Regions from separate parts of the Mus musculus genome. Here all the other regions are linked to region 1. A link is a contact called in public Hi-C and HiChIP or PLAC-seq data. All regions are on one chromosome and are shown on one strand. Each heading gives the region's core, a stretch centred on a gene start, on an enhancer-like site or on the middle of the called end of the contact. The rest is flanking DNA. Distances are from core to core; before and after follow the strand shown.

Region 1 (6,927 bases), core at 3,925-6,424:
CACACACAGGTGCACAATAACATCTGATAAGCAATCAAGTCTAGTCAAAATGACAGGAAATCCCATCTCAGTGCAACAAGGTTGGAAGCCTTAGTGGAAGATCTTGAGGTCCTGTTATGACTTCCCCATGTGACATGCATGCACTCATGCATACTCAACATATACACTCACGTACACTCGCATACACTCACATTCACATACTCTCACATACTCATACATACACTCACACATACACAGGCACCCATACACACTCACACCCATACACACACTCACCAACACACTCATATCTCACTCACCAGTACACAACTCACCGACACACTCACCCATTCACATATACACTCACATATACACACTCACTGATATACATACATACATACTCACACACTCACACTCAATCACATACACACTCACTGACACTCTCTCCTGCTGTGGCAGGCCTGTAGGGAAGGGAAGGAATGACTCCTAGCTGGATGCTGAAGGAACACTAAGTGTTAGTTGTACCATCTTTATAAGCTCCCAATCCTCCATTCTTTTCTTTTCTTTTTTTTTGGGGGGGGGGGGTTCGAGACAGGGTTTCTCTGTGTAGCCCTGGCTGTCCTAGAACTCACTCTGTAGACCAGGCTGGACTCGAACTCAGAAATCCACCTGCCTCTGCCTCCCAAGTGCTAGGATTAAAGGCGTGCACCACCACTGCTCGGCCCAATCTTCCATTCTTATAAATGGCTGAAGGACTGGTTGGGGTGTTATGGGTATTCCTGCATTCAAATGCCAAAGATCTTCCAAAAGGTTTTAAGACAAATCTTGGAATGTTAGCTTGTTCAGGCAGCTATAATAAAATACCAGCTGGGAGTGGTGGCTCACGCCTTTAATCCCAGCACTTGGGAAGCAGAGGCAGGCAGATTTCTGAGTTCAAGGCCAGCCTGGTCTACAAAGTGAGTTCCAGGACAGCCAGGGCTACACAGAGAAACCCTGTCTCTAAATAAATAATAAATAAATAAATAAATAAATAAATAAATAAATAAAATACCAGAAACTTACAAAGAATGAAAATCTGTTTCTTACAGTCCTAGAAGCTGTGAAGTCCAAGAACCCAATAGATAAGTATCTGGTGGGGCCATCTTCTTTCTTCCTGTGACATCACATGATTTGGGGGCTGGGGCTCCTTCTGTTTTCATGATCTGATCACTTCCCAAGGGTTCCACCTGATAGCTATCATTTGAGGGGTGAAGATTGCACATATGAATTTCAGGGTTGGGGATCACAGACCCCAGTTCCCAGAACTGGGATTTTCCATTCCTGTCTCCTGACATCCCCACAGTTCAAATTGTGCCCACCTGAGCTTCTGGGAAGTCCTTGCCTAGTGGAGGTTGTGAAATGCCCAGAACAGAGTCAGAATCTTTTGTGGAAGATGGAAAAGCTGCTAGTACTCACTGATAGCTCTGTTTACTCGTGTGGATTGTGTCCACATCCACACATCCACACATACACATCCCTCTGGGAACAGGTTTGTCCCACCTCTTTTTGTCTTTCTGTACAACCTAGTCTGGCCTTGAACACACATCTTCCTCAGCTTCCCCGGTGCTAGGATTACAGGTATATGTCAGTAGCTCTGGTAGGTCCTCCCGCTCCTCTTCCCCTTCTTCCTCCTCCTTGTCCTTCTTTCTTTTTTTCAATCAAGGAAGGGAAGTATATTGCTTTTCTCAAGCAACTTAAGGAAGGGCTTATTTTAGCTCATGGTTTGAGGTTTCCATGCACTGTGGTGGAGAAGCAAAGCTTTAGCGTGGAGTGAGCCTTTAGCTGTGGCAGCAGAACATGGGGCAGTGGGCGTGCTGCATCCACAGCCAGGAAGCAGAGATGGTTGCTGCTGATCACCTCACGTTCTCCTCTCTTATCCAGACTGGGACCCCAGCCTGTGGGATGGTGCTACACACACTGAGGGTCGCTCTTCCTAAGCTAAGCCTCTCTGGAAATAAACTCAGACACACCCAGAGTTGTGTATTCTCGGTAGTCCTAGGTGGTTCTAAATCCAGTCAAGTTGATTGCGGAGATAAACTGTCACAGGAAGTCGTTTAATAAATCCTGATTCTTCAAAGTTTATTGTGCTAGATAATGTTCTTTAGAGACTGGTTTTGAACCAGGTATGGTGGTGTATACCTATAATCCTAGTACTCAAAAGGCTGAGGCAGAAGAATTGTGGGGCGAAGGCCAGCCTGGGCTATAATAGTAAGACCTCACCTCAGGCAGAAAGGGAATTCATTGGAAGAGCCCAGGAGACCAGAGGCACTCTCAGGACCTTTATGAAGGAAGGTAGTAGTCTTTCTGGCATGGACAGGAGGAGTCATGCCTCCCATGGAAGGATGAGTCTGCTTCTGTGTCTCTTCAACTCAATATTCAGATGGGGGGCGGGGCTGGTGAGGTGGCTCAGTGAGTAAAGGCACCTGCCAAGCCTGATGACCCGAGTTTGATCCCCAAGCCTCATACACTGGAAGGGGAGAAGCGACTTTCAGAAGTTGTCCTCTGACTTCCACATGCATATAATGACACACGCCCGAAGTAAATAAATGTAATTTTTAAAAAAGTTGTCTGGTGTTTTAAAGTTCTGGACATTGCACTTTCTTGTTAACATTTGCTATTTGTATTAGTTATCCGCGCCCCCCCCCCCCCCCCACCACCATGGCTATGACAACTGCCTGAAAAGGCAATTTGAGAGCAGAAAGGGCAGGCATGGTGGCCCATGGTAGCATCTGCTTGCAAGCCCCCAGACTTGGGAGGCAGAAGCAAAATGAACACTACATATCTGAGGCCAGTCTGAATTATCTAGGAGGTTCCAGACCAGCAAGGCTGCCTAGTGACACAGCAAGAGTTTGTCTCATGGCTTTGGTGGTTAATCTTGATTGACAACTTGACCAGATCTGGAGTCCACTAGGAGGCAGGTGAGCTTTTCTTTTCTTTCCTTTTCTTTTCCTTCCCTTCCCTTTTCTTTTCTTTTCGGTGAGCTTTTTTTCTGATTGGGTTAATGGAGATGGGACGAGCCACCCTAAGTGCAGGTGACACAGTGTAGTGGTGGGCAGAGGGGGAAGCTCTTGCCTCTGTGCCTCACTGGTGAATTTACTCAGGTTTCAAGCCATCTACCCTGCCACTGCCTCTGCTACTGTATTGCCACCACCCTTCACTAACATCAGAGCCAAACCTCTCCAGCCTTCTAATGTGGACTGATGACCAGTGGCACTCCCAGAATCCTCCAGTATTAGGGTTCTGTAGAAGAAGAGAACTAATGGAATATATAGTCACATAAATTCATATATAATATGATTTATTAGCATGACTTACAGGCGGTGATCCACCTAATCCAACAATGGCAAGCTCTTGATAGACAGTCTGAGAATCCAGATGTTCAGTCCATGAGGCTAGTGTCTCAGCTTGTCTTCAGTATACCTCAGAATCCCCAAAGTAGGCTCTGGTGCTAGTGAGGGAGGCCCTCGGGAGAAGGATAGATATATGAATTTGCCAGCCAGAATGGGGCAAGCTGGAAAAAGCAAAAATCTCTTTCTTCCATGACCCTTATAGAGGCTGTGACAAGGTGTGGCCCAGATTTAAGGTGGGTCTTCCAACCTCAATGATCCAGTTAACTAAAAATTCCTTCCAGATGTGCCTAGCTGCTTGCTAGTTATTTCCAGATGTAGTCAAGTTTACAGCCAAGAATAACCATCACAAGTCCACCCCTTGTCATCTTGACACACAATCACCTCTTATACCATGCTTAATTTCCAAGTGAAAAAAATGAGGTCATGACTATGCCTAACATGATGTAACCATCTCATGTACAGCCGTAAACACGGTATGTATTTTAGAACAGGTGGCAATATTCCCTTGAGGGGCATTCTTTGAGTATCTCATAACTTAAATATGACAACCACTGATATTATCTTAATTTGATGTTAGCATTACATGATAAGGGATTTGACAAAAGAAAACAAATATCTGTACAAACACAGTCTTAACACAATGTGACAGAAACGGTCACGTCGATCACAATCCTCACTTCAGCAGTTGGTTTGAGCTGGTGTGTATAACTACCTTCCTCTCCTACTCTTCTGTATTTCCTCTGTCCTTAGTAAGCACCTCAATAGGTCTTGGTGTTTTTCTTGGAAGAGTGACCCATACCAAGGACATTTATAAAAAGGAGCATTTACCTAGGGGCTTGCTTACAGATCCAGAGGGGAGTGCAGTGACAGGCAGGCATGGTGCTGCAGCAGTGGCTAAGAACTTACATGATCCTCAGGCGGAAGGCAGAGAAAGAGACGGGGCGTGGCTTTTGAAACCTCAAAGGCCACACATTTGCCAACAAAAGCACACTTTATAATTCTTAAACAGTCCACCAAACGGGAACCAAATATTCAAAAACATAAGCCTGGGGGCGGGCATTCTCATCCAAACCACCACAACTTCTGTGACAGATTGGAACTACGGAGGCATGCTACCTTGTCAACTTAGCCATCACTGGCGCGCAGTGTCTCCTGTGTGAGCATAGCCACTGTTAAACTACCTAGATTATGCTCCTGACTCTGGGAGGCTTATAGGTGGCAGTATTATATTTGCATAGATCGTTATCTATCGGTCTGAGCCTCCTGGTCTGTGTTTGACAAGAGGTTGTTTCCTAGCATAACTATAAGAGGTGGAGTTATTCGATTTGGTATTTGCACTCAATTTGGCATGCCTCTGCAGGCACACAGTGAAAACGACTTACAACTTCTCGTTGCTTTCTTGCATTTTTTTCTAGTACCTGGAATTGAAGTTTTTCCTTTGTCTCCTCACATCTCTAAAAATCTATTTAGTATAGACTGGAATTCAAAGAAGTCCCCCTTTGAGAGCTATTCATTCCTGGGTGTTCCCATGGCCATATGAATATACATATACATGTCGATACTTTTCTATATTTCTTTTGTAAATCTTTTTTTTCCGGGCCTTGAGAGAAGCCTTTACAAATAGATGGCGGGGAGATCTCATGCTTAGGTAATGCCCAGGAAGATTGGTGTTTCAGCGGCTCTGAGCAAGTGTGTCCGAAAAGCTAGAGGTATCTGAGCTCAGCCAATGAGAGAAGGAATGGAGTGGGCGTGGCCTTGTCTTAACCAAGATCCTCCACCCCTCTGTTTCTTTCCCATTTCTAAGTTCGGACTCCAGTTTCTGGCAGACAGGGAAGTGCTGAAGACCGGAGCTTCCTCTTCTGTGACCAGGAGTCAGGGCACAGACTCCTTCCCTGTGTTCCCGCCAGATCGCCAGGGGGCAGGCTGCTCCGGTATCACGGAAGTCCGATCCGGAGAATATCGCGCGCGTGAAAACCCAAGGTCCAAAGTAGGTGCTGTATCCGCCACAGTGCACCGAAGGGGCCGGGTTCGCTCCGCGGTGCTCTTGATCGCTTCCTGCCCTTAGGTCTGGAAGTCTCTGAGGCCCGGAAACCCCTGGCGGGCCCTGCAGACCATTCTGTCTTTGTTGTCTTGGTTGGGCTGGTGAGATCACTAGGCCTGATTGACTACAGCGCCTTGAGCTCCTGCTGGGTTCTGGCTGCATTTAGGTCTGTACCGCGTTGTCCACAGCCCGAGCATTTGGTGATGTTTTTCCTCGGATCTAGGCTATCGGTGGAGCAGGCGTGTGCTTTGCTGAGTCCCGCCACCTTGGGGAGGACCCCAAGATTTGCAAAACAAAAGTAAACTGCGGGAGGGGAGGGCATTTTCTGTGTCCCCATCAACCATCTACCAAGTAAGACTTGTACCTTGAGACAGGGAAATCAGAGAGCATTTGTGATAGAGTGATTCATATTTTAGACTTTTGGCCACTAGCCAGAGTTTGGTATGAGTGCTTTATCGCCCTCAGGTCCTCACTGTTATTCTTTGAGATGGTTATTGGTCCACCAGAGCGCAGGTGCGGCATGACAGAGGAATCCTTAGGAGGCTCCTACATTTTGGTAGGCAGGAGACCCTCCTCTGCGGCCCTTGTGTCCTTTGTGAGTAGAGACAGGATCCAGGAGTGCCTGCACTTGTAACTCCTACTCCCCTTTCACCCCCACCCCCACTTCCCACCACCTTCTGCTCCTATCCACCCATCACACAAGAAGTCCAGAACTGTAGCAGTGATCTGCTTGGGAAATAGCCTGGTGTTCTGAAACTGAGGTGAGCAAGCAGGGGGAAAGATTGTTGGTGATCCCTGAGGCTGCCGAAAGGAGAAACAAATGCAGAAATGCTGCAAGCTAAAGCCACAGTAGATTAGCTTCGTTTCTATGTAGCCAGCCTGGTGTGGTGCTCACAGGTCCTCAACAGATTGTGTTTGTTGAAGTGTTTAACTGGATAAGGACACAAGGGATGATACACAGCTTGCAAGAAGAGGCAGATATCTTAGTTCCAGCTACTAGGGAGGCTGAGAAAAGAGGATCACCTGAGGACAAGAGTTCAAGGCCAGCATCAGGCAACCTCAGGGGAAAACCAGGAAAGAGAGAGAGAGAGAGAGAGAGAGAGAGAGAGAGAGAGAGAGAGCGCAACCAGCCTAGGCAGTAAAGTGTAAAATGCTTTTCTTGCTTTGCAGTCATGAGGACCTGAATTTTATCCCCAGAACCCAGATAACAATAGTCCGATGTTCACTCTTCATCATTCTAGAGCTGGGGAGATGAAGACAGGCTGGTCTCTGGGCCTCACTGGCTCAAAAGTCTAACCTAATCTGCAAACTTTAGGGCCTAGTGAGAGACCCTGTCTCAAAAAAGCAAATGTGGACAGCTCCCAGAATGATATCAGAGGATGTTCTTGGGCCTATACACAGACAGACAGCACAGTCACACACACACACACACACACACACACACACACACACACACACACACACAAAACCCTTCAGCGGGCATGTGCATTTGTGTTTTGGCAGATGTTCTGTCTTCCTCAG
Region 2 (6,274 bases), core at 1,710-4,209, 390 kb after region 1:
CTCACCAACCTGCTGAGCTCGCTGAAGCTGTGTCTTGTGCTCAGGTTCCCAGAGATGTCACCTGTGTCTAGGTTGTGCTTTGGAGATTCATCGGTTCACCACGTTGGACTTGGGGCGTATCCATGCTTTGGTCTGTTGTGGATTCCCTACCTGGGGAGAATTGATGTGTATGTAGAATCCCTTCAGGACAAGTCTTGTCACACAAAGAGCCATCTGTGAGTCACCATCGCAAACATCCTAGCTTGGGGGTCAAGGAGGTCTCAGAGAAGGGTGGGGAGGAAGGTATTTTATGGCCACTTGGCAAAAGTTAGACAAGGTCAAGATCTAGCACCCAGGCCAGGACACCACAGCACCCTATTTTCTCACTATGGCTCTGGGTCTCGAGCATCCATAGTGTCAGGGAACAAGGTTAGATCTTGGCATCTTATGGAATAAATGACAAGCATCTGAGAAGGGCAGTTTATGTACCCTAAACTTAGCTGGAATTGCAAGCTGTCCTGAGCCTCCCAACTTAGGTCCTGGGAACAAACTCCGGGCCTCTGGAAGAACAACAAGTACTCCTGTCCCATGAGCCATCTCTCTAGCCTGTTTCCTAAGCTTAGTTTATAAATTGTTTGATTAATTCATTACCCGGGACCTATCGCTAAATGTGTGGTTGGAACCCTTGCTCACCCTGGCCCATCTGCTCTCTTTCCTTAACCCCACCTGATCGGAGAAAATTCTGGCGTAATTCATCACCCCTCAGCTCTACATTTCGGGCAACCCACCCAAGAGTGCCCCACCCAGGGGCTCAGCTTTTGACCATATATGGGCATGATCCCAGCTCCTAGCTGACGCATCGCATCGTCATCCCTCACCTAAGGCCTATAAAGCCCCTTGTGTGAGCCTTGCTTCGTGACTTCCCTGGTCCACTTCCTTGGGATAGGGTGAACCTGCCTAGGAGTAGCCTTTATCTATTTTAATCTGGTCTAACCTGGTCTAATCTGGCCTACATCGCACTGGTAGAAAACCCGTTTTCAAGGATGACCATGAATCCCCAATCTTCTTTCTCACCTTTACCTCCCAAGTGCAGGGACTTCCGTTTTTTTAGCATCATCCCAGACTTAGTCCCTCACTAGACTGAGCTCTTGGTAAATACAATTTCTTCTCATCTCCACACTCAGAAAGTTGGAGGAGCAGCAGCAGGAAATAGAGGACAACCTGGGCTACATGAGACCAAAAGTAAATAAAAAGTTATTTCCAATGGCCACTGTCACAATATTTTTGTTATTAATCCTTTTGTTTGTTTGTTCCCTTTTCATGCAGCCCAAGTTGGCTTCAAACTTGTTTAGCCAAGGTTGGCCTCAAACTCCTGATCCATCATGCCATGCTGTCTGTCTGTCTGTCTGTCTCTCATAAACCAATAATGTGTTTTTATTAGGTTAGGGTTTTGTTTGCTTTGGCTTTGGTTTTGTGGGTCCCTTCTTAAAGGCACTTACTTTGCCCTGGGTAACACAGATGCTAGGTCTACCTAGGCCCTGTGAGTGAGTCTCAGCCTACCCTATGCCCAACAGTGGCTCTCAACCACAAAGCTGACTCGGAATTACCTGGGACCCTTGTGAAAGCAAACCACCGCAGTTTCCCACCGAGTTGTTTCTGGGTGCCTCAAACCCCAAACATGAACCTAACAAGTTCCCAGGCAGCGATGGGGCTTCTAGGGTGAGAACAGCTTTGAGAACCACTGGGCAGCCTTGCATCCAGCGCCCCACTGGTAAAGCAAGCACATCCACACCCTCCCCTCAGAGGCTTGTACTGCTATGCCAGTGAGATGTGTTGCTAAAGAACTTCAGCAGTTCACAGGTTAATGGCCCTGCTTGTTAACCTGGTAACCTGCCTGAGGCAGATCCATGGTCTGTAGTGCATTGTGATGTGTCAGACATCTGGAGATCTTTGGCAGACCACTTTCTCAAAGAAGAAGCCAGCCATGGAGGTCTCAGGCCCTCTGCCCTCTCCTGCCACCCCTTCACCAGCCTGCTGTACCACAGCTGGCTGGCCTGGGCCACTTCTTCAAGGACCAAAATCCAGAAAAGCTAGGACAAGTATTAAGTATGATTCGAGACGTTGGAATGGTTCACGAACGACTCTGCTGTTAGACTCTAGCCCACGACTTCCCCTCTCTAAAGCTTGGGCTGTGCATCTGTAAAATGGGTGCAAATAATAAAATGGGTACAAATAAAGTAGCCCAGGAGTGGTAGGGACTGAAGAGCAGAGTTTTAACAGCTGTTGGCTTTCATCCTGTCTTTGAGCAAAAGTTCAACCACTGGTAGCTGTTAGTATTTTCAGAAAGTGCTTGGCTCCAGCCGCCTCCACACGGAGACCTGGTCTTGGAACGCGAACGCTCCCACGCCATTCCCGGGTTGCACCAGGATACGCCCGTCCTAGAATGCCAGCGTCGGGGCCCCAGGCTTATAGCCCTGAGCCAGGTTGCTAAGGGGAACAGGCTCGGGGCGGAGCAGAGAATCCCCCGGGAAGGGCGGAGCCGGGGAGTTGCCTCCCAGTTGGAGGCCTAAGGGTGAGCCCCTGGGGAAAGTGATGGACTCAAAGGGGTGAACAGGAGGGCTTCAGAGGACCGCCAGCGGCATAGTTGGGAAGTGGGAAGGATGGGGGAGACCATAGGGGGTGAGACTCCGCAAGGCTGGAAGAGACTGGAGCGGCAGACTTGGGGTCCCAGGTCGGCCTTATCCCCTGGAGGCCCAAAGCAGGCGGAGCAAGGCGCGTACGTGGCCTCGCCTCTAATCTGGAGCTGGAACCAGGCTGCAGGGCTGGGCAGAGCTGGAGGGTTGGCAAAGGGTAGCCAGCTCAGTGTTGTGCTAAGGGGTGTGGCCGTTTGATTGAACCGGGAGGCTGTGGTGGGCGGAGCCTGGTGCTACCTCCCGCAGGGCCCAGAGGGGAACTGTATAGGGGGCGTGTCAAGGGCGTGGTCTTGGGGGGCGTGGCGTGGCCTGACAAGGCCGTTGAGCTTCTGGACTGACTTCGGGAGGGGGTGGCGGGGGAAAACGGAGGGACAGAGCCAAGCTGCGCAGTCAGACTCGGGTTGGGGCGCCAGCTGAAGACGCGGGACTTAAAGCGCGTAGCCAGAACCCAGGCACCAGGTAAGAGAAGCCTGGGGGAGGGGACAGGATAATCGGAAGCAAACTTAGCTTTGTCCGGATTTCCTAGCAGGACCCATTCCGCCAAGCCCGTGGGGCCCGCTTGGCAACAGGTAACAGGCTGGAGCACTTAGTAGCTGAGAAGGGTCGTTCACCTCCGAGTCCCGAACTCCCTAGTTCTGGCTGCCCCACACACCAGCCCTGTGGCCCCGGGCCTGTCCCTGCCCCTAGTCCAGATCTCCTCCGGTTCCAGAAGGAGGAAGTTGATTGAGATGAGCTTCCGAGCGGAATGTGAGGGCTAACAGGTGACAGTCACAGTGGTGTGTGAGTACACTCGCTTTCAGATTGCGTAGCTAGACCTCAGCGACTTCCGCAAAATGTCACTGAGAGAAACGATTTAAGTTGCCCTGGGTTATTGGAAGGAACTCCAAATCCAAAGCAAGGCAGTTTCCGTTCTTTTCCTCCTTCCACGTTCTGAGCGCACCACTGAACTGGGTGGACTTAAGAGTGGAAACCTAGCCAAACTTTTCCAGGTGAGCTGGTTTGGAAGAGGAGCCTGGAGGGATAGCAGCAGAAGAAACTCTCTCTTGGGGTGCATAGGGAGAAGAAGGGGAAACCCTTCCAAACCTGCTCAGAATCTAGCCAAACCCAAGAGAGCTCCTTGCTGTGCCAGGGATTAGGTATTTGTGCAGAAGGGGCTCCACTTCTGATGGTGGGGTGTGTCCTGGGTCCTGGCTGTGCCAAGGATTTAGGCTTTGGGATTCAGCCTAATTGGATTCCACTCCCCTCCAAACCTTAGTTTCCTCATCTGTAACTTGGGGAGCAATGGCCAAACAGTAGTAGCAAGAATTAAGTGAAACTATGTGTACCATGCCTGACAGGCCATTGGGTGCCCAGAAGCCTCACTTCAAAGCTCCTGAGATGTCAGTGAGCAGGTGGTGTGCTGTCTTCCTTCTGGGAAATGAACCCATCTTTGGGGTTTGGCTTGGTTTGGAAGGCTTGTGGGTAACTGCAGCTGTCCCATCCCTGACCTCATCAGAGTCAGAAACTGACACCAGCCATCAACGTCATCTTGTTCTTTTGTGGGTCAGGAAATGTGTTACCTAGACAAAGGAGGGCCTGAGTCCCTAACATAGCTTGGAGATGATGGGTATTGAATTTAAACGACCCCCACCCCCTTGTAAAAAAAACTGCTTAATGAGTCCATGGGCCTAGCATTATCCTCATCCTGAGGTGCTATGAGGCTCCCCAACCCATCTCCCTCCTGGGGAAGTTTCTCTCACAGCTTGGGCTAGCTCAGGGGAAGTCCCAGTAGTCTATGAGGCTTTAGTGGCTGGTATGGGCTGTTTCACTGCAAGTTTACGGTAGGAAGGGCACATGGTCTGCATGAGCAGGGCTGGGCACAGAAGATATGGAAGGTGCCCCATGGGAAATCCTTGCATTTTGGTGGGAGATGAGCCCCTGCTGTAGAGTCAGCTGGAAAGTACTCTGGAAAGCCTGGCTGAAGGCCGCCGGACCACGTGGAAAAGACTGTGTGTGGTGGGGGGCACAGAATATGTGAGGAATCTCTGGGGAATCAGAGTGGGTAGCAGGGATGGGCTTTAGAGTTGAGCAGGACTTTCTGCCTGGACTCCCCAGCCCTGATTAATCTTTGGCCTGCTCCATGGCTGTCAGCCTTTCGGTGGCATTAGATGAGACTTTGCTGCAGTGAGGAGGGTGCACCCTCAGGAGAAGAAGACATTCAGCACCAACTGTGCCTGGTGTGTACAGCACCCTCCCACCACCACTCCCATTCTGTGACGTGAAATGCCAAGCAATGGCACAACGATGGCCCATACCCTTCGGTCACTCAGCGTCTGGAAAGGGGCTTGAGTCAGGGATGTGACAGAAGATATTTGAAGGAAGGATGAGAGGAACCTTTGGGGCCTTAAGGACCAGAAAGGTGGGCCAGAAGGTCTTTCGAACAGAGGGAGATGCTCAAAAGCAGGGTCAGCTTCTTAATGGAGATCTTGAGAAATGGCTGGGTTACTGGTCTAGCTCGGTGGTTCCTACAGTTGGCTGCAACTTTTTAATACAATTCCTCATGTCATGGTGACCCTCGACCATTAAATGATTTTTATTGCTACTTCATAGCTACACTTCTACTACTGTTAAGTGTAGTGTAAGTGTCTGTGTTTTCCAATGCCCATGGGCATCCTCTGTGAAAGGTCTTTTAACCCCAAAGGGGTCAAGCCTACAGGTTGAGAGCCACTGGTCTAGCTAAGGCTGGGCTCTCCAAGTATTAAAGTAGACACGGTAGGAAGGATAAACTCCAGAAGGGCTCAGAATGCCAGTGAGAAAAGCTTGGCCTTGTGTTTTGGGAAGTGAGGTGCCTAAAAAGGGCAGGGGAGTGGTCCAAAGCTTGACACTGCGTGTGCTAGATATGCAGGGGTAGAGGACCTGGGAAGTCTAAGGGACTTTTGGTGAGAGGAGGCCACAGGTTAGGAACTGCAGACAGCCCAAAGTGGTGGAATCCAGCTATGCCCTGCCCATGGGGCACAGTCAGGGCTCAGAAGGCGACCACACTAAGTGGGTGGTAGTCACAGGGAGGGTGAATGCTGTTAAGTGACAGGATGTGGCCTTCAAGAACACCCTATGTTCACCATGAAGGAGTGGAGTCTGGGACCAGTCAGGGAGCTTGTGCCAGTTAGCAGTGAGTGTCTGATCAGGATGGGAAGGAAAAGTACCCAGGCTTCCCTGTTCAGCGCAGAAAAGGCAGGAGTGAAGGGTCAGTCATTTGGGCACAAGATTCCCACAAGGGGTAGATTTTGGTTCCCCGAGGCTGCTCTGAAGTTTGACATGCAGGAGAGCCCCTTATTTTAGAAGTGGAAGTTCCCACTGGTTGGCAACTCCCTCCACCGTGGGGACCAATCCGTTTTCCCTAGAGGGCCAAACAGGGTCAGATCATCATACATTGGGTGGGGGGAGTGGCACCTGACCCGGCAGCATAAGCCCTGAGCATGGTTTTGGATTTAAAGGGTCTGAGGCCTGCTGGTTCTCCTAAACCTCTCCTGTCGAGAGGTTTAGCCTAGACCTCTGCTCTAAACCATTATGCCCACTTCCTCTGTGGGTTGTATCTGTGATATAATCAGTAGCATCAAACAGTC
Region 3 (6,823 bases), core at 1,590-4,089, 390 kb before region 1:
CTCAAAGCTGCCGCTGCTGCCGCTGCTGATGCTGCTGTTGCTGCCAGGCAGCTTCAGCCTAGAGCGGAGGCTGCTCACTTTGGGTCCTACTGGGGGGGGGGGGGGTCTGTGAAGAAGGGTCTCTCATTCTGAGGAGGGCAGGTGAAAAGATTAGTCTCCTTTTCTCCTCAAAAAGGGAAAAGCTGTGGCTTCTTGTGCATTTTTCTTCTCCTGTGTGGGGTGACAGCATCAGCTCAGGGACAGTGGAAGTCTGTTTTTGCCTCTGAAACCAGGGTGCCATTGTTGAGGGAGGAAGCCAAGGGTGGAGGGGTAATCACTTTAGTTATTAAACTTCTAATGCATAACCCCTTACCCAGTGAATCAGGTGCTTGATGGAAACTTCTAGACACTTGCATCTGATGCCAAGCCTGAAGGGCCTGTGTAAGCTGGCAGCCTCTAACCCGGTCTGTTTTTCAGAGGGAGCGAGGCGGGATGTCATGTGTGACATAGTTAGAAAGCTGCAGTGAAGACCTAGTCTCCCAAGCCAAATACTGAATGTAGCTCTTGCCTGTCTTAAAAATCAAGACCAGCCATTGTCTGGGAGGGGGACAGTAAGATGGCGCACAGGAACCACAGAACTCCCTTTAGGTCCCCTGTGTTCAATGAGCAGAGACAGGGACCCAAGCAGGGCTTAGCTGTCCCATTTGGGGCCCACTTTACCTGCTGTGATCTTCACTGTTCATCTTCTCACCCCACCCTATCTATTTCAAAAGTATACACCACACACCTTGTACTGTTCCCTTTGCTCTTCTTCTGAGGATGCGTGTTTACTCTAAGTTTGTCTGATTTGCCTGTCTCGGGCTAGAGGCAAAGACAGGGCCTGGTTTCAAGTAAACTTCCTGAAGTGTCATATTATCTCCGGCCTTCTCAATGACAAGACACTTGTGGTTGTCTCTGAAAAGGTCTCCTCATGCAGCAGTACCACCCCGTGCCTTGGCAGCTCTTGACCCTGATGCACTGCTCTGCCCCTTCCCTTTCTAGCAGCCTCTGTTGCCTTGAGCCTTGACTGCCTGCAATCACCCCAGTGAGCAATCTCACACCTTCTTCCTGGGCAACTGAGTCATCTTGCCCGTCTGGTTATCTTTTAGGTGGTCAAGCCCGTCCTGATACTGAATGGTACAGTGAGGAGTGGCCACCCAAGGGAGGCAGTCTCGGAGGTCACAGGAGCTGATAAGCCTGGATGAAAGATCACAGGAGTTCCAGGTGAGCAGAGATGCTAGCCAGTGCATGCTCTTGACTGGGAAGCCTCAAGGCTTCCCATGCTTCTTACATGGTGAGGAGAAAGCAGCAACTGGGGGGTGGGGGTGGGGGCAGCATTTGGAAACAGTCCTTAAAGAAACAGATCTATCAAGAGATGTTAAATGCAAATAAAGTACCAAGGAGGCAAACCTACTGTGGACTTATGCCAGAGGCAAGATTTGGGTATGTTTGGAAGTTCCCACAATCCCCAGTCCTGAGGGAGAGTGGCTTTACTCAATGAGGCCTACAATTCTATCTTGCCTGCTGCCATTTCTTAAGCTGTTTCTGGTCACCTAAGGGAAGGAGAAGTTATCATTTGCTGTGGTCAGTTTCTTCAAAGACATCAATATGCTAAGTGACATCTCACCAGAGCTCAGATAAGGATGGGTAGAACTTTTAGGCTAATGTTTTTTGTGTGTGTGTGCTAGGAAGGGAGAGAGCGAGCTTGCTTTTGCTGTTAACCAGAAAACCCCCTTGCTTCTGAGCTTTTGCTTAGCTTTCCAGGCTTCAGAGTTGTAAAGTCATCTTACTGCAGGATTCAGTTCTAAGCGTGAAAGAGACTGGTAGTGGGGGTGGGGGGTGTTCTCAAGGAGGGAAAATGGACCTACCAAGCCTGGAAGTGTCCTTGGGTGTCACATGAACCCAACTAGGAAGCTTTAAATCTTAGAGGAAGACAGAAAGAGCAGAGGCACATTACATTGAAGAAAACCTGCAGCTTGTTAAACCACAGACTTATATGCTAGATTAATTCAATGTTGGTTATAGGGATTTGTTAATTTTTATAATCTGAGAGCAGAACTCAAATAAAAAGCAGTTTGAGTGGAGTCATCTATAAAGCCCACCAGGTAGAGTGAGAGTAAAGCCCTCGGATTGCTGGCTAGGCCTAACTTCTTTGAATCCCCCCCTTTAAAGATAAGGATCAGAGGTTTCTAGAATCTACCATTGGGAAATAGGTTACGTTAATTCTAAGACATTAAGATCAGACCACCTTCCTCCTTAACTGATACCCCAGCTGCCCTGTGAAGACAGCTTAGAACACAATGCTAGAAAGAGATGATTTTTGTGCCCGTGAGTTAATGTTTTAATGATGTTGGAAGAATCCATTGATGGGTTAAACTTCAAACTTAAAGTAGGTGGTATGTAAAAGTTGAAAGGTCTCATATAAGGTAAACGTACTCACTGTCTCTCCATAAGTCAGGAAAGAAGCGATTTATGTAATTTCTACCCAAGGCACACAGCTGGGGCTCTGACCCACTGGGTTCATTTATAAGTTACTAGATGTTGCCTGTCATTACCAAGCCATAGAGATTATTTACAAAAACAATGCAGGATTTCATAACAGATTTCCCTTCCCAAAATGGCTAGTATTTAGAATGTAGGGTTTCAAGTGTTTATAGCAAGTCTCTTTAGCTTGGACCATCCTGGGGCCAGTGACAGAAGGCTAGGCACTGCCTCCTCCCTTCCCTGAGACACTCATCATTCTACTCTGAGGTTCTGAGCAAGTCTCAGCACAAGAAAGTTGCTGTGTCATAGAAGCTCAGCATTGGTCATTTTCAAAGCCTCTGCCAGCAGGAAGGAACGTGATGAGGCAGATGCCCCTCTTCCTCATTTCCTCCTCTCTCAGGGAGCAGAGTACCTTGGCTAGCAATTCTTGCCTGGTGGCTACATTGTGATCTGGTAACGAGGCATTGAGGGCCCAGTGGAAATCTCCTGGGAGCCCTTCTCACCAACGGGAGAGCTGTGGGCTTCTTCTCCCTCTGGTCTGTTTTTTTCTTATGCTCTTCCTCTTTCTTTTTGACATTTACTTATTTTATACATATGTGTGCAGGCAAACACACGGTGTGCATAAGTCCCAGGACACCATATGGGTTTCAGGGCTCACTCTCAGCTCTGTCACCCGCTGAGCCAGCTCACAGACCTTCTTTCTTATCTGTTTTTCTTCTTTCTCTCCCTCCTTCTTCTTTCTTCAGTTAATTCTGAAGACTACCTGCTAGTTGGATCACTATTAGCCATGGTCAGTTTGAAACTTTACTTTTAGCCTTTCTCTCACATCTGATTTCACTGCCTGCCTCATGCATTTTTACCAATGACAGCCATTTTGAGGCCACCACGTTAACTGTGTGCTCAGAATCCATGACGGCTGGGCTATCTCAGGTCTGTCGCTGTAGTGGCCGCTTCCACGGCTCTCCTTCCATTTGTTTGCCTCAGGTACACTTAATGACAGCTTCTCACTAGGAAATAAGATTTATTTCTGTGCTCAAAAAGAGATGGGGGCGGGGAATAAAAGATGAAAAAAAGCTTTGTTAACATGTAAGACTACGAGAGCTCACACAGGCCATGTGTGCCCCTTTCAGGCCTCAGTTTCTCGTTCTGCAAATGAGATCCTTTGGAGCTCAAATCCTTCCCGTCCATACACTGATTTTAGTTATGTTGAATCTGTAGTTAACAAGGATTTACTTACCCTACAGTGTGTGTTGAGTCTTCGGAGTTAGTAAGTAAATTATTCTTCCTTTAATAATCTGATAAATGCAATAGACTCCACTTCTCTGAAAAGAAAATCATAAACATTTTATAAATGTTTCAGGGATTTCAATATGCCTTTGGCCTCCATGGGCCCCCTATGTTGGTGTGGTCTCCTTGGGCTTTATTTTGTGGTATTAAATTTGAGTTTAGGGTACTCATGTAAAATCAAATCTTGATTTTAGCTCCTTCAGATGCACTGTTGCCTGCCCACACCCCTGTGTGATGTTTGGTCCTTTCTTTTTGGAGAACAAGTATTTGGAACTTAGCAGTGCATGTGTTTAGAGCAAATACAGCCCTGGCCTACCAGCCAGTAACTGAAAAGCAAAGTAGATATGGAACAAGAGGGAAGCTGATGAGAAATCTCCTCATCCAAACCAGCCTTGTCCTGAGAACCTTAAAGAGACGATCCATCTTATAGGCAATGTTCTCGACAGAGTTTGAGGGTTGGTGAAGAGAATTTTGTATGAATCTGTGCAGTGAGCTACAGCCTTAGAGCTGGCAGCAAAGACAGATTTCCTTGAGTGCTTTCGACCACCAGGTAGAGTCCCAGCTAGCCAGAGCTTCTCAAGAGCTCTTTGAAAGGAGAGAGCAGGCCTGTGGGGTTGGTGGGCTGACAGCTTCCAGATAACCCAGCAAAGGACTTACAGCAGGCAGTTCTGTTGGCATCGCAAAGAAGAAAATAGATGACATTAGGATGGAGGTTGTTGGCTCGGCTGTTTGTAGGGCTGAGGATGGAACTCTGGCCCTTCTGTGTGCTAGTTAAGTGCTTTACCACTAAGCTACACCCCAGCTTGAAAATAGGCGTGTTAACAGCTCAGCTTAACACGGAAAGGTCAGCACGCAAAGATTTCAGACTAGTTCTGGTCTTTAAAAGATAATGTTTTTTCCATCCCTGTCTTTAGTGCCTTCAGAATTCTGCCTTTGTGTGAGGAAGGTCAGGGGTCATTGGCTCACACTGGTATTGATCAGATGTTGAGGATTCTGTGCTTGGGAGGGAGGAGGAAGGAGACGCTCTCATTTGATGTTAGACCTTGAATAGCCAGTGGGAGTCACTGCTGGGAGGTGACCCTGGATGTGAAGTGGCCCATCTTTGAAAAGGCCAGATGAGGGTCATAAAAGCTTTGTGTCAGATGACCAGGGGTTAGGGTGAAGTCTATGAATTTTACCTAAGCAAGAAAGCAATAGGTTGGAGTTAAACTGGAAGAATCCATGGGAAGGCGAGCTGTTTGCGTTCACTTCCTCAGTTTCTTCATCTGGAAAATGGGGATTATAACAACACCTGCTATCACATTCAGGCGAGAATTAAATGAGATTATGCATATAAAGTGCTTTCTATGCAGCACTCAGTACATGGCAGCTATTTCTATTCACTATTATTATGGTTGTCCTCCACCCCCCCACACACACACTCCCAATTGTCACATATAGCAATGTCACAAAGGCTTAGCCCATAGACTCAGAAGCCATGGGACCAGAGCTATTCCCAGAGTGATAGAAAAAAAAATAATCTTTTTTAGAGGCATCTGTCCATTTGCTTCACAGCCTGCCAGTGCTCGGGATTATCCAGGCCAGGAGCAAGTCAGAGGACTTGTAGCAGGAAAGTCTGCTTTATGTGCCCCCACGTTCTCGGCAGCAGCTTTCCTGTCCCATCTCCCCCTTCAATGCTGCAACTCCCTGTTATCGTTTGTTAATAACTGAATTTAATCACAATTGTCTTTGCAAGCCCATCTTCCACCTTAAAACAACAACAACAACAACAACAAAACAACAACAAAACAACAACAAAACAACAACAAAAGACCCTTTGATCAGGAGAGGTCAGTCTACCTGAGGTTCTTGCTCTTCATACTCTACTCACAGCTGAATGCTAGTGTCAACCGTTCAGGGGTTGGGCAATCTACACCAAGGACTAAGAGAAGTTCTGCTTTTTTCAGTGGTGTCTTCTCCTTCCGAGCATGGTTTGTCTCATTTGTTTCCTTCTTCTAAACTCACTCTCCAGAGGTTCGGAAATCTCTGTGTCTTCCGCGATCTTTTCATTCTCCCCACAAATCTTTGCTTTCTTCACGTTCATCCACATATACCGTGTCCCCCTTGCTTTTTTAAATGTTGGCTGTTAAGAATTAGTAGTGATTACAGGAAGAATAGAATGTAGCATCTACATTTTCTGGCTAATGCTAGATAACTAAGAGTCAAGGCTAGCCGGGCATGGTGGCGCACACCTTTAATCCCAGCACTCAGGAGGCAGAGGCAGGCAGATTTCTGAGTTCAAGGCCAGCCTGGTCTACAAAGTGAGTTCCAGGACAGCCAGGGCTACTCAAAGAAACCCTGTCTCAACCCCCACCCCCAGAAAAAAGAGTCAAGGCCATCATTTGTACCCCAAACCTGTGGAGTATGGCTAAGACATTCCAAACACAGGAAAGGGATATGTGGGGGGTTTGGGGCCTTGAGGATTTTTTTCCTTCTTCATTTTAGTTTGCATACACATTGGCATCTTCTCCATAGATTTGTCATATTATCACTTTCTTACATTTAAAACCAGAGCCCACTCCCCTCCACTGCTTCTATCCATCCACTTTCTTTCTATACATCGTAAACAGACACCCAGAGACATGTCAAGAACACCCTAAGGAGTGGTCCTGTTTTCTCTTTGCATCTTCTGGAGGAGGAGGCAGTAGCTGGAGGAGACAGGGAAGTCTCATGGTCAAGAGTTGAGCTTTGAAGACCTACATTAGATTTTCTACTAAATACTGCCCTGATCCAGTACATGGCTTGAACTAGTTGCATCTCTGATTTAATGTCTTCACCTGTAAAACACAAATCTTGAAAGTACTTATTTCCTGAGATTGCTGGAAAGGTGAAACATCAGTAAACTTAAAGTCTGGACCTTTAGCCTTTAGTGCAGCATCAATTAGTTTATTAATATTGTTGAGCAGGATTCCTCTAGACCCTGATCTGTACAGGGGAGGTCCTGGACTGGTTGAATGAGAAATGAGCAAGCAGAAAAGTAAATTGGAAAGTCGTT
Region 4 (6,319 bases), core at 3,087-5,586, 330 kb before region 1:
GTGGAGCTGGGAAAACTTTTCAAAGTTTGACACTTTAGGCTTTAGAGGCTTTTTATTTTTAATTTCATCTTTTATTTGAAGTTTAAGTTATAAATATTATGTTTTAAACAGACAGACATTGTTATTTATTAGAAAACTTGTGAAGGCAGATAAGGTTAGTTAATGATAAAATGTCTTAAGAGGATTTTAAAACTGGAGTCCTAAATAAGACCCTTTCATCCCAAACGTGTTCATGGCAGAATAAAATACAGAAGAGCTGCAGCTTGAGAAACTGCAAACTTGTGGCCCCTTTTTGACAAAATTTAAAACACGATTAAAAAAAAAAAAGTTTCCAGCATTGATTAAATTATTTGCAATCTTTGCTGTCTAACATTAAAACTCAGAAATTCAAATATCCTTTGTCCCATTGTGATTTATCACAGGGCAGGAGTAGCCATAATCATTTACTTAGGGTTTTCTTTTCTTGTGGGAAAATATCACGCATTATACCTCCTAAAAAAAAAAGTGGGATTTTCTCTCTCTCTCTCTCTCTCTTTCTCCTTTCTTTCTCTTCTTTCTTTCTTTGAGATTTTTTTTAACATTCAAACTTTTTTCTTTAGGCAAGAAAATATTTTTCTATTCTTTATTAGTTGACAGTGGAGCATTTTAGTCAGAGCGTAACAATAAGTACTTCAACTTTGCTTATCCTAAATAACAGAGAGAACAAAAATGACAGAAAGTAGTATTAAGTTAAATCAAAGTAATTAATTAGAAATTTTTATTTAAAAAGATCTGTTGGTTGGTTAAAGAGAGGGAGAGAGGTGTGTGTGGGGGGGGGGGAGAGAAAGCATTTTGCTTGGTTTTTGTTATAAATTACTAGTACAGAATTCTCATAATCTTTGAAAAGTACTTAACACATGGCAAAATTGAAGTGAAAGTTCTACTTATTTATGATACAAAGTCAGAAATAAAGGGGTTTTTTTTTAGATAAATTATTGTAAATAAAAATGTTGAGCAGTCCAATAATAAAAAATACTATTCGAGTTAATTTGAAAGACTAGTTAGTCCTTGCTTGAGAAGCAGGCCGAGAAATTCAAATTAATTAAGCTTTGAGTAAGTAAGCTTAAATTACAGGTGAGATTCTTAAATACGTAATAGAAGGAACTGTTTTGAAGGGTCAGGAGAAAAACATAAACAATTGGTTTAATCTGCCGAAAACCTCCACTTCGTGTGTGTGGCCCCTTTTCAGGTTTGGGCGATTGTGTTTGTTACAACAGTGATGTGGGTAAGGATAGATAGATTCATTCTTGAGCAGATTGTAATATCAGCAACACATTCTACTTCTATGAATACTTTTATTAGCATGGTTTATATGCACGATGATATAACTTACATGCACTGAAAGCAGATGTTTAAAAGCAAGTAGCATAAAAAATGCAGTTTCAACATCTAAACAGATAGTTTAAAATTCTGTTACCTATTATTTGGAATTAGAACAAGGACATGGCCACAGAAATTACACATAGAATCTTCTTTAACTATGCAGGGATGCATATCTTAGGCAAATACCCAGCTCCACATTTGAGAAAAGAAATGTTTCTTTGTTTCTCTACAATTGGTAGCTATGAATAGATATCTGGTAATTTCAAATATATTAATAGTGCTAGATGTAAATACTTTGAAAATAATTTAGTAAAGAGCTTAAGTTAAAAAAAACACACTTTAAAATTCATGTAGTAAATTAGAATTTAAAAACATGGGTAGAAAATAGTAACTTTCTTGACATGAAGTTAAATAATTCATTTCCACAAAAAATTATTCTCTTCCTATAAAGATATTTTTATTAACACCAAATATATAGTTTAAGGCTTACTTTAATTACTTAGACAAGATATGTTGGGCTAAATTAATTTTCAAAAAATGTTAAATGGGAAAAAATTAGAAAGTTTTTTCTATTGTAATTCTTATATAAATTTCTTTTCTATACTAACATTAATTTTTTATTGTAACAGTTAAAATAAAAGAAAATATGACTGACTTAATAGAAACAATGTTTTCATAACTCTGATAGGAAAGTTAGAAGCTTGGAGATATATATACATATATATATGATCAGTTTCATTTCTTCATTGTTCCTGAGCCCTTCTTATAAATCAAATATTTAACAGCAAGAGGATAATATATAAAATATGCATCAATTGTTTATGTTTGATAGTTATTTAAAATAGGGAGAAAATGAAACTTTGTCTGGTTAAATGCTAACTAAAGTGCCAAATGAAAATTAGAAAGATCTAACACAATATAACAACCTAAAAATTTAAAGACACACATGTTTATAATTTTTGTATCTTAGTATGTAGTGTAGCACTTGTTATTTATGAAAGTACAAATTGAAGTAAGTAAAAAGTAAAAGATAGTTAAGGATTTCTCTCATTGTACCTTCCTAGATGTGAAACATAGTAATAAACTAACTGGAACATTAGGTAAGGAATTATTTAAAATAGAATTTGGAGAATTGTACTGTATAATATATAGAAGTATCTATATAGGAAGGCTTTGGTGTGGGTGTATGTGTGTATTAGGATTTCTGAGTTTTGTGATCTAAAATGAATGAAATCTTTTGAATATCCTTTCAAATTGCAAAAGTCTTCTGTGGAAAAAGTGGACATTGTGTACATTTGACTTTATATTAGGGACTAGGAAAAACAGCAAGTATTTTAGAAGAATACTAGTTGTTATTTTAGTGCACGCATCAAACTCCAAACAACTGTTTTGCCCCTTAGTCAGTTACCTGTCTGAGCATGTCAGTTTGTATATGTATATCACGGACTTTTTAAGCCATATTGATGATACAATCATCTCTAAAAATGAATTGTTAATCTTTACTGAAATTATGGCCAAAATATTTGAAGGAAATGCATTTAAAACTCTTATTTTTAATTAAATTGAAACAGACTTTGAAAGAGTTCATTCATGAGTAAAGTATGCAATTATGCAGTTTCCTGAAAGAATAAATTCTCAGCATAGTTTGTAAAATATTATAAGAATGTTTATTTGTTGTTTGTTGACATTCTTAAGTCAGGAAAAAATTGGCATTATATGCTGTTGTTATTGATAGTCTTTCTGTTTAAAAAGGGAAGTGTTTGTTAGCACATGAGGTTTTTTTTCTTCCTAAAATTTTAGCTTGAAATTGAAAATGTATATTGTTCACAATTAATTTTTCTTACTAAGGCTCACTTGAAGTTACATGAAGTTTTTAAGTCAATGTATTTGAAAATTTTTGTTTTATTAAATGGAGAGACGTAGAACATTGTAACAGTTACAGGATGGTCTTTCTCTTGATTCCCAGAAAAAATTTAAATGTATTTTAAATTAATAGTGTTGAGTACAAATTTCTCTGAACTATGATAACTTAGAAAAATGAGAGAAAATTGTAAAAATTAAAGGGAAAATTAATTGAACCTAAATGTATCCTTGCAATGGTGTATATTTGACTGTGTGACATCTCTGGAGATTAACAAAAAGTACTCTGCCAGGGATAATGTTCTGTGAAGCTAAGCTGATTTATATGATAAGGGAAAGAGTCCAGATAGCGTAACTGTAGTTGTTTGTTAAAAATTCCGAAGTTAGTTTCTGATTGTGATGGTTGAAAGTAGGTGCAACAGTTTGGTTTCAGGGCGAGAAAGGGTACAGGGCTTGTCAGCCCTATAGCCATAACAGGGTTAACAGCGGGGCCGCCCGCTGCACTCTGGGAGTTGTAGTCCGCGTGCATTGTGGGAGTTGTCGTAAAAAATCCGCTCTTTTTTTGCTGTCATGGCCGCCTCCGAAAGGGCGATAAGAAGTTTTCTGCTTTCTGAGGGTCTTGGGGGACTGTCTGATCTGTTAGAAGGCTACCAGCAGACCCTTGGGGTGGCAGAGACCCTGGCATTCTTGTCCCGGGCGTGGACAAGAGGCCTGAGAGGGTCCATGCTGGACTTGCAGTGTTTCCATGAGCCAGGAGGCCTGTGACTGCTTGTGGGGTCGCAGGCGGCCACATCCTGGTGGTCTGCCCTTCTGCCTTTGACCTGTCTGTCAGTATGGCCTGTGCCTGGGTGTCTGGAGTGTGCTCTCTGCTCTTATGGTTTGTGTTCTGCTCCGTCCTCTTGTCTTACACACTCTGGAATCGTGGTTGCGCAGGACCCGAGTGTTGCTGGGCCTTTTATTCTGGGGGTAGTGGGGCTTAGGAGAGAGCCAAAATTTTAGCAAGCGTGTTTATGTGGGTGTTGCCTGTCTGCTTTGGGGTGTAAGAACTTGCATGAGTTCTCGGCATGGGTGCGGACACGTATTTGATTGTCTTTTGCTTGTACTGAACTTTGACCTTGTTTGCAAATTTTGTTTGTCCAGCTTGTGGCTGTCTCCTGTTAGCGTGGTTTGTTCTTAAACCTGTACAAGTGTCTCCGGGAGTGGGTTTTGAGTTGTTTGTGGGTAGGTATATGGACAAAGCTGAAGTGAAAGCTGGTGGCAGGATCACAAGTACCTTTATCTTTAGGGAGCAAAGCTCTTTGACTTTCCTGGTGCTGAGAAGTTATTTAGATTCTTTTGGGGGAACCCAGGTTTGTTGTTACCCATGTTACATTTGGCTCACAGTGTTCCTCTGCAAGTTAAGGATCTTTGATACTGGCTCTTGGGAACACCTGAGGCAGAATGGATTACTGTGAATCTCAGGGTATTAAGATAATATAGTTGCTGAGCATGTCAGCACCTGTCTTACCTGTCCATACAGAATTAGGTCTCTGTGTTACTGCCAGTGTGTACTCTTAGGTACATTCTGTCTATTTCCATAATCTGGAGTTATCCACCCTGAGGTATGATTGCTTTTGCAATAAGGTTTTGGGACCCCAATACCAATTTTTAGTTTTAAAGGGAATCATGTGACAAGACTTACAGGGAAAGGGTTAAAAGGTTGCATTGTGATTGGTATTTTCTTACATGTAAAACTGTTGCTTTGTTTTTGTATATTGTTTAAGAATGCTTTGATGTGTGTGGTGAGGAGGGTTTCTCTAATTTTTTCATCTTTACAGTTGCTTTCCTCCTGACCGCTTAAATGTAATAGAAAGATCCGGCTAGAATTGTATGTGCAATTCTGTTTCAAGTGACTTCAGTCTCCTATCCATAGACTCAGTGCTTGTTGGATTGCTAGTCAGCTTCCTCCCCTTTGTCCTCCTCTGTTACTTAACTCACTTGCCCGTCGAGTGAAGATTGAGAAATGTCATTTTAAAATAATCAATACTGCCTGAATGCACTAATGCTGGCAAACTGATGTCGTATCTGGGAAGGCAGAATGTCAAGAGTAGCTGGGTTTGCCGGGGCATTCCAAACTATCACAAGCACAGTGTTAATTTGCTTTGAAAGAAGTTGCAGTTACCTGCAGCTTGCTAAAGAATGCATTAGGAAGCCTTCCGAAGGTGCTTTGGGAAGGGCAAGGTCCTGACTTCAGTAAAGCTGGGGATGAATTTAATCTTTGTGTCTGGATACTTACGTAAGTAGATAACATTTCCCTGTGAAGCAGTGAGGTTTTTATACCCCAGAATCCTGGCATTTCGTCCCCAGGGCCTCTGTTAGGTACTTTCCACGGTGTGCATTCCAGTTTTGGAACTGCTGGGAAATGTTTTCTGTGTTATTCACTAGTAGCAGGATTAATGGCTTCAGAAAAGAAAATATTGTAAGACCTACTTATATTTTCTGTTTAAAGTTCTTAAGGCTGTACACACTTGCTTGGAATTAAAAGTTTCACATGGCTTCACCAAAATTTCTTTTAGTGTGAAATAACACCAAAGATTAATATATTTAGTTACGTTTTTACCTGTGTGTGGAGGTGAGGTGGGGGTGGGTGTTCGTTTAGAGCAGAGTTAGGACGACCTGTGGATGTTAGTTCTCTCCTTCCATCATATGGGTCCCAGGGTTCAAACTCAGGTTATCAGAATTGGTAGCAAACATCTTCACCCAATGAACTATCAGCGCCCTCAAAGGGTAATTTTCCTAACCAATATCTTATAAATATAAGCTTTAGAAAAGTCTACTGTTTTTTCAAAAAAGAAATCCAGGATCTGAAGAAATAGCTTAGCAGCTAGGAACACTGGCTGCTCTCCCAGAAAACACGAGTACTTGAGTTTGGTTCTGAGCATGACCAGTGGACAGCTTGTAACTCCAGCTCCAGGGATCTGATGTTTCTGGCCACTCCAGGAACCTGTCCTCATGTGACACTGACATGTGTACATGCACACATGTACATTTTTATGATTTTTAAAAAGTAAAACCTTGCTGGGCAGTGGTGGGGCACGCCTTTAATCCCAGCACTTGG

What was found. Hi-C and Micro-C count contacts between places; a contact is called where the count stands out from the background. HiChIP or PLAC-seq counts read pairs in DNA pulled down with a chosen protein or histone mark.
Region 2: an H3K4me3 HiChIP or PLAC-seq map of embryonic forebrain shows a contact between it and region 1, with 3 times the contacts expected there. The contact joins the promoter of Cd82 here to the promoter of Accs in region 1. A contact is called at or near these places in 13 of 39 promoter capture datasets (the 3T3-L1 cell line, 3T3-L1-derived adipocytes, the C10 cell line and 8 more), 1 of 15 datasets of contacts at CTCF or cohesin (the NIH/3T3 cell line), 2 of 484 Hi-C or Micro-C datasets (the G1E-ER4 cell line and liver), 13 of 115 datasets of contacts at active chromatin or transcription factors (bone marrow-derived dendritic cells, bone marrow-derived macrophages, embryonic basal ganglia and 8 more) and 5 of 9 other capture datasets (adipose tissue, embryonic stem cells, liver and 2 more).
Region 3: a contact with region 1 is called in an H3K4me3 HiChIP or PLAC-seq map of bone marrow-derived macrophages, with 3 times the contacts expected there. The contact joins the enhancer-like site here to the promoter of Accs in region 1. A contact is called at or near these places in 14 of 39 promoter capture datasets (the 3T3-L1 cell line, the C10 cell line, the HPC-7 cell line and 6 more), 6 of 484 Hi-C or Micro-C datasets (B cells, the C2C12 cell line, the HL-1 cell line and 3 more), 6 of 115 datasets of contacts at active chromatin or transcription factors (the 230-238 cell line, astrocytes, bone marrow-derived macrophages and 2 more) and 3 of 9 other capture datasets (adipose tissue, embryonic stem cells and macrophages).
Region 4: a contact with region 1 is called in a Hi-C map of LSK cells, with 3 times the contacts expected there. The contact joins the enhancer-like site here to the promoter of Accs in region 1. A contact is called at or near these places in 1 of 39 promoter capture datasets (neural stem cells), 1 of 484 Hi-C or Micro-C datasets (LSK cells), 1 of 115 datasets of contacts at active chromatin or transcription factors (microglia) and 1 of 9 other capture datasets (adipose tissue).

The regions. Positions count from the first base shown.
Region 1 is chr2:93,848,190-93,855,116 of GRCm38.p6, reverse strand. Accs (1-aminocyclopropane-1-carboxylate synthase (non-functional)) reads left to right here and starts at 5,174. Exons shown (of 15, transcript NM_001290782.1): 1 at 5,174-5,352; 2 at 6,910-6,927. The coding sequence starts at 6,910.
Region 2 is chr2:93,459,187-93,465,460 of GRCm38.p6, reverse strand. Cd82 (CD82 antigen) reads left to right here and starts at 2,959. Exons shown (of 10, transcript NM_007656.5): 1 at 2,959-3,131. It overlaps Gm10804 (predicted gene 10804), which reads right to left. Exons shown (of 5, transcript NR_040532.1): 3 at 6-150.
Region 3 is chr2:94,232,692-94,239,514 of GRCm38.p6, reverse strand. It overlaps Mir670hg (a long non-coding RNA gene), which reads left to right. Exons shown (of 8, transcript XR_003953878.1): 4 at 1,128-1,242. Among named protein-coding and RNA genes, the nearest start is that of Mir129b, 5.3 kb to the left of the region's middle. Within about 2 kb of position 2,839, at least 9 of the 459 cell types and tissues checked have an H3K27ac peak or open chromatin away from gene starts, as enhancers often do. A contact at or near this core is called in bone marrow-derived macrophages, where this site is marked.
Region 4 is chr2:94,176,383-94,182,701 of GRCm38.p6, reverse strand. All of the region lies in intron 6 of Mir670hg (a long non-coding RNA gene), which reads left to right. Among named protein-coding and RNA genes, the nearest start is that of Gm39885, 21 kb to the right of the region's middle. Within about 2 kb of position 4,336, at least 394 of the 459 cell types and tissues checked have an H3K27ac peak or open chromatin away from gene starts, as enhancers often do. A contact at or near this core is called in LSK cells, adipose tissue and neural stem cells, where this site is marked.